2 separate regions of the Mus musculus genome follow, and region 2 is linked to region 1. A link is a contact called in public promoter capture Hi-C data. All regions are on one chromosome and are shown on one strand. The core of a region is the stretch at or near the end of the contact, and the rest is flanking DNA. Distances in the headings are between cores, read along the strand shown.

Region 1 (2,863 bases), core at 121-2,620:
AACACTGACTCCCACCTGCAACAAAATATCGCAATAGGTTACATCATCCCCAGGAATCCAATTCCCATAACAGCTTTCTCTATTATGTGATCAATGCAAAACATAGAAACGGGAATCATTCTGGCATGACCTATACATTCCTGCAAAATCTGCAGTCTGCCCACACCCCCTAATCTCATTTCCATCTTTCTTCCCCTTACTCAGTCACAGTTCCCCTAAACTTATTAAAGTACCAAAGGCTTTGCACTTCAGATTAACTGCTTGTAAAGGCCTTCCCTCAGATCTTTGTTGGCTAGTTTTTTTTGTCATTCACAGAGCATAAATGTCATTCTCTGGGAGACCTGGCTCACAATCTAAGAGTCTAGCGCATCCTAGTCAAACTGTATTCCATTACTTTGTGGGTTTTTTTTTTTCCCTAATCATTCTGCAGTTTCATCTTCTCTTGTTAAGATAAAAGAAAAAAAAAGAAAGAAAAGAAAGAAAGGAAAGAAAAGTTCACAAAGTCTCCCCAACAACTAGAGTAGTGTCAACCCAGTAGACACTTGCTAAAAGAATCAATGCATTTAAACAATGTATCAATGTGCCCACTCTGCGCCCCCCTCCCCCGGCTCTTTTCATTCACAAGAAACCACTAGGGTCGCTATCCTCGCAGGCAAGCCCTTGAACCAGCCTCGCGATCCCAAAGAGCGTGCTCTCTCGCAGGCTGGGCGAGGCAGCCTGGAAGCTAACCGGGTCTCAGAGACCGACAGATGCACCAAACATCGCCACTCGCTTCCAAGAAGCACCGCAGAGCGACGACGAGTAGGGGCCCTCATCGCCTGCTCTCGGCCCTGTCGCCTCCCCCGTCGCTCAGCCTGCCACGCACGTGTCGCTCCAGCCACCCAGCTCAACCTGGGCTCCTGCTTACCTGGCTGCCATCCCGCCGGGCCACGCAGCCATCGCCCGGCCACTCGTGCCCACAGCTGCCTACTCCAGGCCACCGTACTCCACGGAAGGCCTTGCCGGCCCCTCCCTCAGCAGGCGTAGAAGCCCCATTCGTAGTACAGTGTCTCTTAGCAACCGCTTAGAGTCTCCAGGCTGGGGGTGGAGCCTGGAGAACCGCTGCGGGGAAGCGGAGGGGACGAAGGGAGAGCGACCAATCGGAGACAAGTCCCAGCCTCTATTAGCCCGCCTCCTCTAACTGTCGCGAATCCGCGGGCAGCTTTACGACAGCCAGGGGGTGGGGGCATCTGTGTGAGGAGAAGGAAGCAACCAACCAACCAAGTCGCCCCCACCCCCTACCCCAACCCCCACCCACCGCGGATCTGGTTTACGGCTTGGAGCGCAGGCTCCAGTGCGGCAGCTGATTGGCTGTCGAAGGCTTGGTCCCATCCCAGTGACCCCAAAGTGCTGGAAGGAGGGGGCGGGGGTGGCCCAGTGCAAAGTGCATCCCGAAAGCCCCCTGTCGGGACACCCTGCTGCTGACACTTCGGACCTGGTATGACTTAGGGTCTCTCTGTCCCCAGACCTCTTGAGTCCCTCGGTAGCTGAAAGCCTCCGGCCCGGCGCGCGGCAGACCCTTGGTCTGAGCCCCTGGACCGGGACTGCCCCCCCCCCCCCCCACCCAGCCGGCACTTCCTCCCAGCGCCCCTTCCCGGAGGCTGCTCCGAGGCCAAGACCGCCACCCCCAGCCTGATCGACTATCTGGATGCTCTCTGGGTTGGGGCCGTGAAGCACCCAGGAGGATCAGGAACACGGTGTCCGGCCCTGCCTGGGGTGTTTCTTCAATGGAGAAGTTGGTGAATGTGCAGGAGGCTGAAAGGAGAGAGAGGAGCTGCAACTGAGGACACAGGTAAAGTCAGTTTCTTCCTCCCTTGAGGGGAGGGGGCTGGCTGGGTGGGGGTTGGGGGAGAAGCCCTGCTCTAGCCTGCCTGCCCTTGCCACCCTCCAGCCTTTGCTAAGCTCCCCCATCCTCAGAGCCCTCTCCTCGCCCCTGGATCACTGCACCACTGATCGGTTTCTGTTTTCCAGGTTTGAGCTTGCTGGAGGACACTCGCGAGTAGAAGGGGTCTGGCCACCCACCAGAGGAGCAATAAACAGAGTGCTTTGGACCAGCATCCTCTTGAAAGGTAAAGAGGCAGACCTCCCTTCCCCCATTGTTTACTCCTGGCCCCTACCTCATTAAGTAACGCTTTATTTCCAGGGTGGTTGCCTGGGAATGCAAGCTTTCTTAGATCCTAGTTTCCTAGCAAAACCAGAAGCACTGCCCATGCCTGGTCCTTAACACCCCAGTAACTTCTCTAGCCCAGAAACGTCTTCTGGGACCTGATCAGAGCGTTTCCGTGTTTTGCATTATCTTTTGGTATACTGTGTCATGTACTCTGCTCGGAGGCTTGGAGACCTTTTTGTAGTTCCCCGCCTTACATACTCTCATAGGAATTCTTCAATTCCATGTTAATTGCTTGTTAATTCTGAATGATTCTGCTTTTAATTAAACCACAGTTTACTGTTTTGCCCATGTACATTTTTTTCTCTCTATGCCTCCATCAGGAAAGCTTCAGAGTTACCTAACTGATAATGACTTAGTAGCAGAAGGTGAACAGGAGGACTGAAACTTACAGGTTTTGAAGAAAATAATTGGATTTGGTTTTCCTGGAACAAGTGAATGTGTGTAGCTTAAGAATGGGAACAGTATAGGAACTGTATAAAAGCACTATTAGCCCCGGAAACAAAGTATATAGTTTACTATGGGTGTTCTTGTGTGTTTGTGTGAGAAAAGTGGATGGACACCAGGAGTTGTTATGAAGTGATACATAGTATTTGTTACATCTCTGGTGTTCTAGGTGAACTTATAAAAATTTACAATGTATCTCCTTGACAATAG
Region 2 (2,863 bases), core at 223-2,722, 1.3 Mb before region 1:
CTTTCCTAGAGGAAAATGGTGGGCACACCCTGCACCCCAAGGCCACACTGGACTGTCCAAGTTATCAAGCCTTGGGGTAGGTGGGTAGACGCCCACAGGCTCCAGAGAAGCGAAAGGCCAAGAACCTGAGGGGGTCGATGGGCCCAACAAGTTGGGTGATAGGAGGCTGCGCCCTGATGTTTGGAAACGTGTCCTGGGGCCGCGAGGCTTCCAACCATCCTGTATCTCCCCCTCAAGAACAACTTACACCCCGCAGGGTAGGAGGCTCCGAATTGCCGCCACGGAGCACTAGGTCTACCCCAGCAACCACCCGTGGAGCCTCCAAGGGTGCTGTCATGGTGAGCTGCGCGGGATGGGCGCTGGGGTGCCAAGTGGAGCGCCCCGGAGGGGGGGGGGCGAGAGTAGCGGGGTTCCCGAGGCCACCCAGACGCCAACTTCCCCACCAAGCGCCTACGCGGGGGCTGCCCCTGACCCGCCAGCGAGAAGGCACTGCCCACCCACCAGGCCGCGTGCGGGACAGCGCTCCCCGGACAGCGAAAGAGAAAGCCCTAAGGCCCTTCCCGCGCGCAGATGCGCTGAGCTAGGGCTCTAGGAGCTCCTGAGTCGTGAACTCTCGGGCCCTGCTCTACTCCGGCCTTCCGAGAGAGCCCCACCCTCCACTCCCGAGCCCCGAAGTCCGACAGCTGCGCCCGTGGCAACTGGGTTTTCCCAAACAGGGCGCAGCCCCTCGGAGGAAAAGTTCCCGCAGTGGCCGCGGGCGGCGGGCAAATACTCACTTTCTCCACTCGTCGGCCAGAGAGAGAGCGCGGCGGAGAGAAACACGAGCCCCCACAGCGAGGTCGGGGACCCTCCTCCGGAGCCAGACTTCATTCCTTTTATTTGGGACGAAATTCCCTTTTCTCAAAAATAGAAAAAAAAAAAAAAAAGAAAAGAAAAAAAGAAAAAAAAAGTCTCCAACTCAGTCCTCACTCTCGTCCAAAAACAAGAGCGCAGGCGACGATCCTCGGAAAGCGGCGTGGACAAGGAGGGTGGCGCGGGGCGGCCCCTCAGCGCCGGCAGCAGCGGCCCACGGGGCGGCGGAGTCGGGAAGCCGGGGCGCGCCGGGGCGGGCTGTCGGCGTCGTCGGCCTCCATTTGCAAACGCAGAGATGCAGAAGAAGGAGGAAAACTGTACAGAAAGAGGAGCAAAGCCCAAATCGCCGCAGGCGAGGACAAACGCCACCCGATCCCCGGAGGGAACGACCACCGGAGCCTACGCGGCGGGAGAGCGCGACGCAGTTGGCGAGACTGGTCCGAAGTCCCGGGCGCGGGCGAGGCCGGCGAGGGGCAGAAATGCGGAGTGGAAATGAATGAGCGGTTCCCCCTCCTCCGGCTCCTCCTCCTCCTCTGGGCTCCGCTCGCCGCCGCCTCCTCCCTCAGCGCCGCCGCCGCGAGCTCCTTCCCAAATCCAGGACACACACAAAGCGGCGGCCGCGCAGCGCTCAGCGCTCCCGCCGCCCCGCGTCGGCCCCCGCCCGCCGCCGACTCCGTGCGCGGGGGCTCCGGCTCGCTGAAGGTCAAAGCCGAGCACGCCGCGTGCCGTGGAGCTCTCGCAGGCACGGGGAGAGGCGTGGAGGGTCCGGAGAGCGGGGCCGAGGGTCTGCGAGCGCCGGGCGCGCCGGGACAGGCTCGCAGGCAGCTTCCCTGTCGCTCGCCTCTCTCGAGTTCGCCCGGTGCGCTCGCTCCTCCTCGGTTCCCCCCCCCCCTCCTTTTTTTTTCCGCTCAGCGGAGTTAATGCTGGTAAACAAGAACCTCAGCCTCACCGCGCCGCCGCCGCCGCCGCCACACACTGGGGGCTCTACGCGCGCGCTCTCGGGGCCGCGCACACGTGCCCGCGCGCACACTCCAAGCGGCTACAGCCGCAGTCCCGGCGCGCCGAGGGCCGGGCCCCGACTCGGCAGGCGCCAAGAGCCGGAGTTCGGGATCGCAGGGACGTGCGGAGCGGAGCGCGGGCGTGGGGAGCCGGGCCCAGGAGGCACCGCCCCCCGCGCCTCCACCCGCGCCGGCCCCCGCGCGCACACTGAGCCACGCGCGCGCCCACGCTTCCGCCCCCACCCGCACTGCGCCGGCCGGCCCTGTCCGCACCCTCCCCTCCCGCAGGACTCCAAAAAACAATGCCCGGGGCGCCGGTGGGACTCGGTGGCCAGGGGGGCGGCGGCAGGGCGGGCGGGCAGCAGAGCGGGCGGGCTGCGGGCGCGGTGGGCGGGGAGTGCGGCCTCGGAGCTTCATTGAAAACAACAACAGCGCGGCTGGAGAGCGCGCTGGCCGACTCCGTGAAAAAGCTTCATTGTTTCTTGCAGCTGTTGCAAAATAAATAAATAAGTGCATGCATGCGGCATTTTTTTCGCAGTGTGGTGGAAAGCCCGGACGCGACGGGAGGGGCACACCTGGGGGAAAGGGGACCCCTGAAGACTGCTACGCAAGGCACTTTCCACGCCAGGCTTGGGCGCCCGTGGCGGCGCTCCTTGGGTGTTCCGGTGCTTGCGCGCAGTCGGGGAGCGGACAGGGTGCGGTCCGCGAGGCTCTATTCTCGAAGCACAGCGATTCCACCGCGGGCCCCCAGCCCTGGAAAGGGAACCCAGACAGGCGGCCCCTCGTGCCCAGGACCCGTCTCCGCGGCGGCCGCCAGAGGGCGCGACCGCAGCCTGGGAGGGCTGGCTCCGGGAATGTCGCCTCCCTCCCTCCGGGGGAGGAAATGTGGGGGCCCCGAGTCGGGGACCGACTCGGCTGGGTCGTGCTAGCCGGGCCTCCCAGCCCCATTCCTCTCCCGCCCTGAGGGCGCTCCACCGCATCGTGCTGGTCCGTGCTCCACCACGTGGGCAGCT

The links. Capture Hi-C pulls out chosen DNA fragments and counts their contacts.
Region 2: a contact with region 1 is called in a promoter capture Hi-C map of adipose tissue, with 3 times the contacts expected there. The contact joins the promoter of Igf1r here to the promoter of Asb7 in region 1. A contact is called at or near these places in 1 of 39 promoter capture datasets (pre-B cells), 1 of 484 Hi-C or Micro-C datasets (CD4 T cells), 2 of 115 datasets of contacts at active chromatin or transcription factors (large pre-B cells and pancreatic cancer cells) and 2 of 9 other capture datasets (adipose tissue and liver).

What each region holds. Positions count from the first base shown.
Region 1 is chr7:66,688,068-66,690,930 of GRCm38.p6, reverse strand. Asb7 (ankyrin repeat and SOCS box-containing 7) reads left to right here and starts at 1,370. Exons shown (of 6, transcript NM_080443.2): 1 at 1,370-1,831; 2 at 2,011-2,108. It overlaps Lins1 (lines homolog 1), which reads right to left and starts at 1,042. Exons shown (of 8, transcript NM_152815.2): 1 at 908-1,042.
Region 2 is chr7:67,950,866-67,953,728 of GRCm38.p6, reverse strand. It overlaps Igf1r (insulin-like growth factor I receptor), which reads right to left and starts at 1,472. Exons shown (of 21, transcript NM_010513.2): 1 at 777-1,472. The coding sequence starts at 870.